2 separate regions of the Ovis aries genome follow, and region 1 is linked to region 2. A link is a contact called in public Hi-C data. All regions are on one chromosome and are shown on one strand. Each heading gives the region's core, a stretch centred on a gene start, on an enhancer-like site or on the middle of the called end of the contact. The rest is flanking DNA. Distances are from core to core; before and after follow the strand shown. Region 1 holds the start of HAS2 (hyaluronan synthase 2). Region 2 has its middle 170 kb from the start of HAS2.

Evidence for each region. Hi-C and Micro-C count contacts between places; a contact is called where the count stands out from the background.
Region 1: a contact with region 2 is called in a Hi-C map of tail adipose tissue, with 5 times the contacts expected there. The contact joins the promoter of HAS2 here to the enhancer-like site in region 2. A contact is called at or near these places in 4 of 16 Hi-C or Micro-C datasets (hypothalamus, skin fibroblasts and tail adipose tissue).

The regions. Positions count from the first base shown.
Region 1 is chr9:31,105,987-31,112,155 of ARS-UI_Ramb_v3.0, reverse strand. It overlaps HAS2 (hyaluronan synthase 2), which reads right to left and starts at 3,856. Exons shown (of 4, transcript XM_004011666.5): 1 at 3,292-3,856. LOC121820331 (a long non-coding RNA gene) reads left to right here and starts at 3,757. Exons shown (of 2, transcript XR_006060817.2): 1 at 3,757-3,869.
Region 2 is chr9:30,932,837-30,939,807 of ARS-UI_Ramb_v3.0, reverse strand. No RefSeq gene overlaps it. Among named protein-coding and RNA genes, the nearest start is that of HAS2, 170 kb to the left of the region's middle. Within about 2 kb of position 5,132, at least 6 of the 54 cell types and tissues checked have an H3K27ac peak or open chromatin away from gene starts, as enhancers often do. A contact at or near this core is called in tail adipose tissue, where this site is marked.

The DNA.
Region 1 (6,169 bases), core at 2,607-5,106, 170 kb before region 2:
GAAAAATTTAAGAGTGTGAAGTTATATTTACTTTGACTCAATGACATTTTTCTAGGTTGTGAACACAGCAGTATATTATGAACTCCACATAGATAACATTCAAAATATTATTGAATTTAAGATATATGCAGTGGGATAATACTAAGTCTATGCAGACTACTGCTACAGAGTAAAGGATTAAAACCAAGTTGGGGGTGATGAAACTGATTTTTCTGCAGGGAGCTGTCCCCCCATTCAGTGTCATACAAGCTGCCACAGGTTCTGACCTTACAGCCTGTTAGTGGAGCACAGCCTGGATGAGCATGGGTAAAAACAGAACCTTGTAAAAGGACTGTGGGGCTTATGCTCTATTCTCCAATTACATTAACTTATAGCTCCCACATTATATAAAAGCCAAGAAGTTAATAATATGCTACTTGTTCTTAGATTAAAAATACAACTGTGTAATAAAACTTTGCTAAACGGTCTCTCCCAGTGATCCATAAATAAGTCCTTTCCTCATAGAAAATAAATGAATCAGTGGAAGGTATGAATTTAACAATTCAAGAAATATTTCTTAAAACAATCTCAGTTGGTAAGGAATCCATGTGTGAAAAAAGAAATTTGAAATTCAATATTTTGGGACTATTCCACAGACTTTACAACAATGATTAGTTTCGATATGACTTACTTTCTAGTAAGTCTGTTACCCATTCGTTGCACAATTCTTGTTTTCCAAGAAGGTAGGTGACTAAACACCATCTTTGTTTGGAGGAGAGTGGCATTCAGATTTGGTACTAGTCATTGATTTAAGACCTTGAATTCTTACAGTTGCCATAGCTTTCTCTGAAAACAAAGGATCCAGTTCTAGGTACAGTACAAGTAACTCCGTAATGTACATTTGACACACTTCTACAAGAAGTTTTTCTATTCACCCAGCTCAGCTATTATATAGCTAAAAAGAAAAGAGGAGAAATTATATCTTCATTATAGTGCTATAATCCAGAAATGTCTTAGAATTTTGAATCAATAGTCCCAATATTGCTTCATTCACAACATAATATATATACTAAAATTCATACTTTTAAAGAGTCAAACTATTGAAAATTTAAAAAAACCTCCGCTGGAATATAGTAAGCATTTTAAAAACAGTATTTCGGTTGTCAGAACAATCTTATTTAATTTAGCCTTTGGAAAACTGCAGTGAAAACCAGTTTAACGAATGATTCAACTTGTGCATATTGGAATGAAAGGAAAAAGTTTAGAATTTAGGAGTTCTTTTCAAACCTACTCTATAACATTTTCAATTGTATCTACGAACAGTTTGATGGGCATAACTATTTATTCTACCCAACTCTACACAAATATACATTTTAACTTTTAGCCTTTCATCATTGGCATGTTTGAATGTGTGCTGACCCTCAAAATATTTTGTTAAAATGACCTTTAAAAAATCATAATCCTTCTTAAACTTTCAAAGGTACATTATCATATGTCTTCAACTGAAAAGAGAAATCTGCCGGAAAGAACCTTGAAATCTACAAGGGCCATTGAAGTTGTTCTTATCTGTCGCCTCCCTTTCCCAGCAAAGCTCAACAACCAACTTGCTTGGCTTTGCTCTCAGGCCGAGTTGAAAGTCTATATATACTCAGGCCGCCAGTTGGGAAAGCCCTCGGTAGCCAATCAGAGCTTCCCGCTCTATTGCGTCACACCTCCCCCCTGGGTGTGACGTCAAAGGCAATCCCAGGCCAGCCACGTGGGTTGTAGAAGTGCAGGCTTTCTGGGCAGCTGTTCGGGAGACACCAGGCAGCAGTGGTCCCCAAGGGTGAGGAGGCTGGGAGGAGCCGGCAGAGCTCCTACACCCACCTCCTGGGAGCAGGGCTGCTGCAGCTCGCTGGAGCTGGAGGCGCGCGGGCTTGGTGACTTCCAAGTACTTCGCGCGGCCCGTTTGGGGGATGGAGGGAGTGGCCGCGGGAAGCTGGCACCTAAGCCTGTGTAATAGGACCCGGGTCTTGTAAACCCTCCTCTCCAGGCACCGCCTCTCAGCTCCCAGCCCCTCTTTCCAGACTTAATTATCCCTTCAGAGCCATTTCCCCTCGGCTGCGTATCCTGGGCCAGAAGAACAGCCTCTCGCCTCCCAGTCCTCGCCCTCACACAGACCCTCCTTTCAGACCCGCCCTCCTGTTCACAGGGACCCATTTTGTAGCCCTCGCTCACGCTGGGCGGGAACCAGCTTGACGAATTCCGCCCAAGGTGTTGATTATCCATCCCAACCTAGCCTCTGGCTCGCCTCCCATCTTCACCCCCGGCTCCCAGTGGACCCCCAAGCCCCAGCCCGGGGCTGGGCGCTGGGCACGGCACCCCAAAGCCCCCACCCGACTGTGCCCCCCGCTGCAGCTGCGGAGAGAGGCGCCAGCGTGCCCGATGCCACGTCGGAATTGGCTCCCGGGACGATGCAGCTGCCTGCGCGCCACACACGGTCCCCATGCACGCCCTGCCCCCGGGGGCTCGGCGGCCGACTGCAGGGATGCGCGCTCTCCTCCCGCTCGGGTCTCCCAGTGCCACTGCCTGGGTCGGGGACCCCTGGCCGTAGTGAGGCTTCCTGAGCAGGGCTGAGCCCAGATAGACCCACTCTGACACTTAAACGGGGTGTAGAGATTGCAAAGAGGTGGGGGGGGGGGGTGGGTAGGGGAAAAAAGGGGGAGTGGCCGAGCGAGGCCGGTAGCCGCGCGGAGGTGGCGAAGGACCCTCCCTCCCTGGGGCCAGAACTGGGACCAGCGATCGCTTTAACCCTTTGCATTCCAAGAAACAGGCTTCCTTCCCACTTAGGAGGAAAACGCGCTAGGCTGTTCAGGGCTTTTCTCCCCACACAGAGTGTGGGAAAAAAGGGAGAGGTGATGAGAATGGAAGGGGGAAGGGGGCAGCAGTGGGGAATGTATTTTCCTTACACAGTGGAGATGCTTGTTTCCTAGCTCGGGAGCCCCTCGGCAGCTGCGGAAGATGTGGAATGGAAAAGTACATCCCGGGAAGTGCAGCCTTTCCCAGGCAAAGAGGTTACCTGTGTTCCCATAAAGGCAGCAGATTTCTGGCGAGCGCCGCAGAGATGGGACAAGCCCCGGGATAGGTTACTAAGCTTGCAAGGGATCCGAAATATCCCCTGATTTGCAGCCTGTTGGAAATGTTCAGACCTCAAACTTTTCTGTCGAACACGGACTTAAAATTGCGTTTAACTCTTAACGTGGGGTAATGACCCCCCTCCCTGGCCTATTCGAGGACCCTCACCGTTCACCGAATCGCGCCAGTGTAACGTACCTTGTTCAGCTCTTGGTCATAAAGTTGTCCTCAGCCTGTCTGTGTGGTCCTGAAGGGTCGGTGGCGGGCAGTTTCCAAAATTGAGGTAATAGGAGATCAGATGAATTTGAGACGACCGGCCAAGAAAAATAAAAAATTTAAAAACAACATTTAAAAAGGATAGGGGAGTCTCAAATGTTTAGGTATCCCCTACTTAAAATAAAATCACTAGTATTTTTAAATATTTCCGTTGCACTTCAATCTTCTAACTCTTAAAAGAAAATGTTATCTGTGCTTTGAAAATAACTTAACTTTATTTTATTTTATGCTCTAGTTCCTTCCCCCTAATATCAGAAAGTCTCTGCTCTCTTTTTGTATTAAAGGAAAAAAAAAAAAAAAAGCCTGGTAAAAAGTCAGCAGAACCCAGGAAGCGTAGAATCAGGAGAATGTCTTTGGCTGGGGCTGGTTCAAGTCCCTGGTTCAATGGGCTGCTGGAAGCCAGGACTGGGTAATTCTTTCCAGACGTCTTGACTTCTCCTTCCTCGCGGTTGTTGCCTTTCTGCCTCCTCCAACTTAAGGGGGTCTTAACAAGTGAGCTGGTGGGTGTTTTAATAGGGCGGAGGAGGGAATAGGGGTGAGGGGAGTGGAGAAGGGAGGTGCGGACTGGGAAACCGGAGGGGAGGGAACTGGGAGCGCGGGCGGGCGGGCGGGAGGCGGGGAGGGGGAGAGGGCGAGAGAAATTGGCCATTCAAAGCTCTCTCTGAGCTAGAGGCCGGTTCTAAACGCCAATGAATTCAATTAACTTGATTGCAAACGTGTGCAGAGCAATGCTGTGCACACAGGCGACCCACCACCTGAGTCCCTCCTTTCCTCCAGCGGAGGAGCAGGGAGGCCAGGCTGCGTAGACATCCCTGACTCTTCTGACTTACAGGGATTCCCACTTCTCGATGCACTGCCAGTTCTGTTTAAGTAATTTGCTTTAAGACCAAATGGTGCCCTTAGGCTAAGTAACGGCCCTGGGAAGGGAGAGCTGGGGTGTGTGTGTGTGTATGTGTACACCTGGAGCCTCCGAAAGCCGGCTGAAACTCTAAAAAATCTGTGACTGGTCTACCACTGGTTAACCCTTTCTTCCCTCCAACTCAAAAGTTTCTGAGCTGATGTCAAGTGTCAAAATTCTCCTTTACATAGAAGTTTCGCCTTGGGTAGGCGAAAGAGCAGAAAAATAATTGTTTTTTCCTTAACCTGATCCCCTAACATTAAAATACGCCAGCAACGAGCATTATAAATAAAATATAACAAAATAAAAATCGTCCTCTAGAGAACTCCAGAACAGCGCGCTTTAAAAAAAAAAAAAAAAAAAAAAAAAAGGCCGTGTCTAAGGAAGCTGCGTAAGTGGCTTTTGCTTCTTGAGAGACTTTTAAGAAGATAACAAGTCAGAATACTTATTTTTGCTTCGTGATGGTCTATTCGCGTCTTTCTTCCAAGGGCCCAAGGCGGGGGCTTAATTTTGTCCTTTCCTTTTACCCCTTTCTTTAGTTCTCTTTGGTCCTCGTCAAAAGCCTCCCGATGACTTCAAATGGACAGTAGGTGGCACTGTTTAGGAAAAAATGAAAGTGAGCTTACAAATTAACTATTTCGGTTTGGGGAGATTTCGCCGGTTATTATAGGATAAAAGAGATTTCTTTTTTCTTCCAACGTTCATTTGAGATGTGGACTTACTTCGAACCCGACTAGGCCTTGAAAGCTAGGTTCTTGCTCCTTATCACGTATCTTGTATAATAACGAACAAGTCAAATCGGAAAAGTCAGTAACCTGGGAGCGATGCTTTTTCAACACGTCCCGCAGGATGTGGTGGTGGTGGTGGTGGTGGTGGTGGTGGTGGGGTGGGGGGTAGGGGGAGAATGCTGTGAATAGAGGTCAAGAATTTTACTGCCGTACCTGGTGTCAGCCAACCCAGTCCCCAGGGGCCGACTTGCAAAGTACTACGCATTTCCGCCTATCCCTTCACCCCCACTCCCCACACACAGCGGTCACACCTCTGGCAAGTATTACCTTGGCCTGATGACTCTACAACGCGCCGGGGAAACCCACTTTCTAATTTTCTCCTGCAAACTTTGCAGCCTTCTGTCTTAGGTGGTCAACTCTTGAGAAACTGGCTTAAATTTCAGAGCCCAGTTTCATCTCACTGAATAAGAATTAGTGATTTGTAGTTGTATGGTTGTTTTTAAATGCTGAGTTATGATTGAAAATATATTATCTAACCTAAGTATTCTTACACATAACGTGAATTAAATGGACTTAGGGGTAGGGTGGAAATTGTGGGATGTCAAGTATCTAGCTGTGGAACCCCACACACAGGAACACAACCTCAGCTCTAAATTTCCATGAATATTATATGTAACACAGTGTTGTTGATTATTCCTTGGTAGCATTTAGTTTTTTCTGTGCTCAGAGTTCGAGTAATGAGAGCATTTAGTAAAACTGAGTTTCTTAAACAAAAATACACTTGTTATTTGTCCCCTTCTACTTGTAATTCATGATTCATAAAGCAAAAGTAAAATGTCTCCTAACACTAGATGAATATAAAAGCTAATTATACATCCATGCATTTCTATCAGTCTCCCCCGAGCCTAACAACACTCCCCCAAAAAAGAGAGGGAAAAGGATAGCACAATTTAAAGTCAGAGGAGAAAGCTCCTTGAAGGCAGAATATTGTTAACTGACAGATTTTCTTAGGGAATTCAGAATAAGAAAGACCTCACAAATCCCACTTTTGATGCATGATTGCATGATATAGGATCCATTTGTATAATCCTGGAATCATATTTCACCTCTTTAGACCTTTATTACCTAGCTGGTCAGTGGAGAAAATACCTACATTACAGAGTTATGAAGATAG
Region 2 (6,971 bases), core at 3,883-6,382:
TATTCCTAGCTTGACAATGTTTTTTTTCTTTTTAATTTTTTTTCCATGTGAAGCTACCTTTCAGATTTCATGTACTCAGATTTATCTCTTTGGTGCATCTAGATTTTGGCTATACTAGATCATTTTTTTGTCCCTTAAATTAAAAGGGAAGTCATCCATGTTTTACTTCAGTATTTATATAGTTTTAGTTTTATTTTAAAATAGCAAAATCATTTTTAATTAATTTGGTTTTATGGCATGAAAAATATATCAATTTAATATTTGTGCTTATCACTAATTAGTTGTCTGCCCAGTTATTAAAAATTCTTATGTTTCCTCATTGCATAGAGAAAAACCTCTTTATCAGGGCTTCCCTGGTGGCTTAGATGGTAAAGAATTTGCCTTCATTGCAGGAGACCCAGATTCAATCCCTGGGTAAGGAAGATCCCTTGGAGAAAGGAAAGGCTACTCATTCCAGTATTCTTGCTTGGAGAATCCCATGGACACAGGAGCCTGGGAGCCTATGGTCCAGGGGTCTCAAAGAGTTGAACATGACTGAGTGACTGCTAACACTTCCACTCTGCACCCTCTTTATCGTATATTGAATTTCCATATGTATTTTTCTTTCCTCTGGGTTTTCCATTGCATTTCATTGGTCTGTTTGTGCACCAACATCACTTTTTTTTTTTTAATAAAGAGGCTTTATGATATACTTTATTGATCTGTGAGGATCAGATCCCTCACCAATTACTTCTCATTTTAAGGCTTTCCTATCAATTTTCTCTTTTTATTTTTTCAAAAATTCTTTCAAAAGAATGTTATAATCAATTTGCCTTACTCCAAGGACATTGTCATTGAGATCACATTACACTGAGCAGTTAACATAGGGAAAATTGACGTCTTCATTGTGTTAAGACATCCTAACCAAGAAGATGAAATGCTTTTCCACTTACTGAGTTTATGCCTATGTCTTCTTAGTGTGTGTCTAAAACAGGTTTTCTACTTTTTAAGTTTATGCATGTGCTATTTCACTTCATTTTATTTTCCTATTAAAAGTTAGATTGGCTCTGCCACTATTTCCTTCATCTGACTATCTTTGTATATATGTAGGTTGTTTCTCTTTGCAAATTTTATACCCTCTGGTTTGCTAAACTGCCTTGTTTGTAGTAGCCTATTAAGTTATTTAGATTTTCCAGGTTTATAATTTTCTAATGTGAAAATAGAAATTGTTTCACCTTTCTTTTTCCTCTATTTGCCTTTTTTAAATTTGCTTTTTATAATATAATCATATGAGCTAATTCCTTCAATACAGTGTTGAATGGTAGGGGAGAGAATGGGTAGTGTTGGCTTGTTCCATGATGAATATCCTGAGATTTTTATCTCAACATAGCTTTGGAGGCAACAAGGTAAAACTTGCCTTCAGACTCAAGCAGTCATGGTTTGAAATTATGCCTCTACTTACTGGCTCTATGGTTTTGGGCCAAGAGCTTAAACTGTCTGAGTTTCAGTTTCCCCATCTGTAGAATGGGAGTGATAACTTATAATTTGCCTTTGTGTTTTGGAAATGAATTGCAATGACTAACACGATGACTGGTACATGGTGGATATGACTAATATGATGACTGGTACATCAATAAACGTTTGTTCTCTATTTTTGGGTTCTCTCTGAATGAACTGTCCATCACCTGAGGATTCCTCAAGACTGAAAGCAGAATTAGAGAAGCCTAAACTGAAGACAGTGCCACATTTACAGTCCTGAGTGAGTCTGGCATAGGAGGCACCATGGAGACCAACTATTCTGAGCTGAAATTTCTAGGTAGCAAGCCATCAAATGCTTCAAGCAGAAAATAGGTGTATCCAGCTTCAATGAAAGATCTGGCTGTTATCCATGCAGTGCCCTCTGGTGGTTAGGCTAGTGCTGTAGTTTAAAAAACTGCCTTGAAACTGATTATTAATAAAAATAATTTGGTGGCTCAGTGGTAAAGAATCCATCTGCAATGCAGGAGATGTGATTTCAGTCCCTGGGTCGGGAAGATCCTCTGCAGTAGGAAATGGCAACCCACTGCAGTATTCTTGCCTGGGAAATCCCATGGACAGAGAACTTTGGCAGGCTGTAGTCCATCAGGTTGCAAAAGAGTCGGTCACAACTGAGCAACTAAATAACAACAACAAATCAATATTTAGGGATTGCTTTCCGTCTTCTAGGCCTGCCAAATAATTGACACGTATTCCCTCATTTTAATTCTAATAAAATCCTATGAGATATGCACCTATTGGCCTTTTTGGCCAAGTAGGATATTGATACTTACAGAGGTTAATTAGCTTAACCCAGATCACGAAGCTAATTATGGGGGTATGGGGTGCTGAGATTCCACACCAGTATGTTTGAATCTTATCTACTGTGCTATTCTATATGCAACAGTATAAAAATATAAAATAAGAAGAGACTTAGAAGCTAGAGCAATTCCTCCCCCTTAATGGGCAGATGAATAAAGGCCCAGAGAGAAAGCTGCACAGTTAGTTATTAAACAATCTGAGCTACATTCCTAGGTCTCCTGACTCCTAATATTTGTTCTTTTGATTGCACAAAAGCTGCCTGGCCTTATTTGATTTAATTTGCCTCTCCTGTGATTGTCTTACATTTCCCCAGGATAGTAAGACAGCCCTACCTATCGTTACAATAAAAAAAGGGGGAGTTGAGGGAATAACCAAATTTGACAACTCATTAACTACACTTTATTAAAGGGATTTAATTGCTGACCTTATATCCTGTTTTCAGCTTTCTTCTCCAGTAGCAAATATCAATTAAATTCTAATAACAAAGAGTCTCATTGCAGTTGACAAATAATCCTTTTCAGGAGAATTGCCCTCCGTGACTCTCCACAGGCAAAACTTACATTCTTGCAGTCACAATTCTTAGCTGTTGTTTCCTCTAACATCTGATGTGACAGGCCTGCCAGGACGAGAACCAGACTTGCCCTCTGAGGGCATTTTCCCATATAATGAGGTGGCCCTTGCAGAAATCACTCTGCCCATGGTGACAGGTCACTATAACTCCTGAGTGCTGACCATACGGCTGCCTATAATTTGCTCAGTTCATCAGCATCTGTACAAAATGGATTTCTTAGAATGATGCCCTGATTTTATAGTGAAGTTGTTGACAATATAACAGTTGACAAAGCATGAGGATGAAAACTAGATCCCTGATGGCAAGTTTCAGGGAGACAATTTTAACTCATTTGTAGATAATCTTTTGTAACAACCAGAACATATAAAAATGTTATGTACTGTTTAGAACTTACTGGCCTCCAACCATTGGTTGGACACTTGCTCATTAACTGGTCAGAATATGGTATGAATGACCCAAACTAGATGATTTTCAAATTATTTTCCATGCCTTAGCATACATGCTTCTTTGATTTAATCATAGCTTTTCATCCAATGTCAATTGCTCTTAATTCAGTCGAAGCAAAAATATACTATACTTACCTAGCTATAGACTTCAAAAATTATAAAAACAGTGAAATATTACTATCAGGTTGTACATAAACAAGAGATGACCACTAATAGTTTTGTGTGAAGCTCAACATTTTGTCATTTTTGATGTTAGGCAAAGGAAAAGTGACAGAGCTTATAGTTTCAGGGAACTTTAGTTGAATAATTATTAGCCAGACCATGTGAGTTCATAGTGGCACGAGGGACTCAATATCTCTTGCACAAAATATATGGGGAAAATGTGATGAGTTCCAATATCTCTTTTAATTTTAGTATTCTGTGTTTCTAGAAATGACTGAGAAGATCATCAGTTGTTAAGTGAATAAATGTAATAATAAAATCTATACTAGATTAAGAGCTATGAAATCTGTGTTTAGTCGTGTTCTTATTTTATTCTATGTGCATATACATCTTTTACTCTTGTTTGTATAGCCTATCTATATCTATATATTTTAAAGAAATCTAATCATGTCACGTGAGGAACAATGGAATCAGTTGAAGGTATTAAACCAAATGAAGAGAAAACATGAGAATTATGTAATAGGAGTTTTTAAATGTAGAAAGGTCCATTCTGTCAGCAGGATCCAACTTATTTTGTATGACTCTAATAGATATAGGTTAGGAGAAGAAAATTCCATGTGGATTTAACAAACTTGCTACCAAGTTGTTGGAGGGTAGAATAATCCACCTCGCTTTTCAGCATGCTTCACATCAGTGAAAGTTTCAGGTACATCAATGCTGTTTGAATAGAATATTGAATAAGGAATTCAAAGATCACGTTCCTTGCCACCCTGCACTCTATCGTTCCATGGATCTAGTCCTACGCTGTCATTTATGAAGTAGCAGCAACAAGTCCTCCTGTAGTCAATCAAATCCTTTCAGAAAAGTTCACTACTCTCAGAGAATCTCTACAAGCCAAACAAAGGGGTCATGGTCTAATCTTTGATAGTTCATAATCCCTCCTGTAGCTACTCTACATTGAAGAGAAAGAAATTACCCCTAAATAAAGTTCCCTTGCGTTTAAGTTCCACAAAACCTGAGGCTCCACAACCCTCGGTCTTTAATTCACTCCTCCTGGGTGGAATCAAACTTCATCATGCCACAGAGTGAAGGGATACCTACCACAGTCAGGAAACTAACCAGGGAAGTATATCTGTCAGAACCTCTAGCCACCCAGAAGGAGCTCCAAGAATCTTAATCCTTAGTGAACCGTCAAACTCCGGGGCAAGCAGTTTATAGCTGGGGATTTGTTTGTTTATGCAAATTTCATCATAAATCACCTCATCCTTAGCTATAGCCCAAGGCTAAAGCCAAGGTGCCTGTGCAGCTTTATCATTGGGTCATAAAGGTTCAGGATTTATGGGACAAACCAGCTATGCATTGACTCAACTTTTTATTAAGTTACTCGAACTCCCGTTTTCCAGAGGAAGAAACCAAGATCTCAAGTATGAGAGACTTTCCTTAGTCATTAGGAGTTTGTGGAGACAGACATTCTGCCATCTGATGCTCCATTTCCTCTCCAACTAATCTGCTGAGATCAGTGACTTAAATTCCTGTTAACGTTTCAAAAGCCCGTACTGGTAGGAAGGATGGTGACATTAGGTCAGAGGATAAGCCCTCATTGCCTCTAATCGCTGACTGTGTAGCCCTGTATCACAGGATGTTGCTAAACAGTCATAAGGCATTCCTCCACTCACGTCATCAATTCCACGTTTCCTTGGTGAGGAGTCACAACATGTGTTTCTTGACAAAATGCTTTCTGTCTTAAGAGTATTTAATGATCTCTCTCTGCTGGCTCTGAGTGGTAATAACATTTTAGTGAATCAAAGGGATAGGTTTGATTTTAAGAGGGATGGGGATTAGTCCAAGGAAATAAAGAAAAGGAGGGAGATAAGATGCAGAAGACGCGTCACTATAAATCCCATCAGTAGTATTACAGTGCTGAATTTGTCTTGATGTGGTTACAAGTTTATGGGTACATTTCAGCTCTATCTTTCCCTCTGATACACACTCACTAATCCTGAAGGCTCACCTTCCATGAGGCTGAGTTTTCTTAGCTGAGAAAAGGAGTAACAATGCCCCCTGTCCACACACACACACACACACACACACACACACACACCCCTACATGCATATACTCATGCAATCTAGGTGTCTGTGAGAACTTAGTTAAATAAGACGGCATATGAAAAAATTCTTCTGAAACTTATCAAATAACATAATGTACTAATATACTAAGTACACATACTAATGTACTAAGAGATAATTATGTGTGTAAGACTGACAAAGAGGTAGCAACAAATACTCGGTTACCACAAGGAGTCATCTGATGTCAGCACCTCAACCTAGACTCATTTGGATTATAATCTTTACTCCATCACTTTCCAGTTATGTGGCACTAAACAGTTTATTTAAATTCCCCAAGGCTCATTTTCACCATTATTAAAGCATAGACAACAGTTTCTTCTCTGTCTACCTCCCAGGGTTCTTGTGAGGAAGGGGTGAAGCAAGAGATATGAAATAAAATGATGTTAAACTTAAAACCTAGACTGTGTCCACGATGAAAGGAATATATTATTATTTCAGAATCTTCAGTTCAGTCCATTTGCTCAGTCATGTCTGACTCTTTGCGACCCCATGAATCGCAGCATGCCAGGCCTCCCTGTTCATCACCATCTCCCGGAGTTCACTCAGACTCACGTCCATCGAGTCCCTGATGCCATCCAGCCATCTCATCCTCGGTCGTCCCCTTCTCCTCCTGCCCCCAATCCCTCCCAGGATTAGGCTCGAAAAAAAAGGCTCTGGACCTCTTGCTCCTCTGGTTGAGGAAAGATTCTAAGAGACCAGGCTTCCCAGGAGCGTTATAATCTCTTGCTTGTGAGCCTTCCCAGGTGGCATTAGGAGTAAAGAACCCGCCTGCCAATTATGCAGGTTAGGCATAACAGACACGCGTTCGATCCCTGGGTCGGGAAGATACCCTGGGGTAGGAAATGGCTACCCACTCCAGTATTCTCGCCTGAGAAATTCCGTGGGCAGAGGAGCCTGGCAGGCTACAGTCCATAGGGTCACACAGAGTCAGACACAACTGAAGCAACATAGCATGTGAGATAGTAGGAGGCAATGGTTCAGACAAGGGCTCTAGGGACACACTACTGAGATTTAAATCCTGGCCCTGCCATTTCCCAGGCATATGGCCTTTTACTTCTCTATGCCTCAGTTTTTCTGTTTGTTGTATGTATGCTCATTCAGTCGTGTTCGATTCTTTGTGACCCCATGGACTGTAGCCTGCCACACTCCTCTGTCCATGGGATTTCCATTTTCAAGGGATCTTCCTGACCCAGGGATCAAACCCACATTTCTTGCATCTCCTGCACTAACAGGTGGATTCTTTACCACTGCACCATCTGGGAAGTCCCTCTCTGTCTATTAAATTTGTATAAATTATAAACTCATACAGCTGTTTTAGACATTAAATGAGCTAATGCATATAAAGAGCT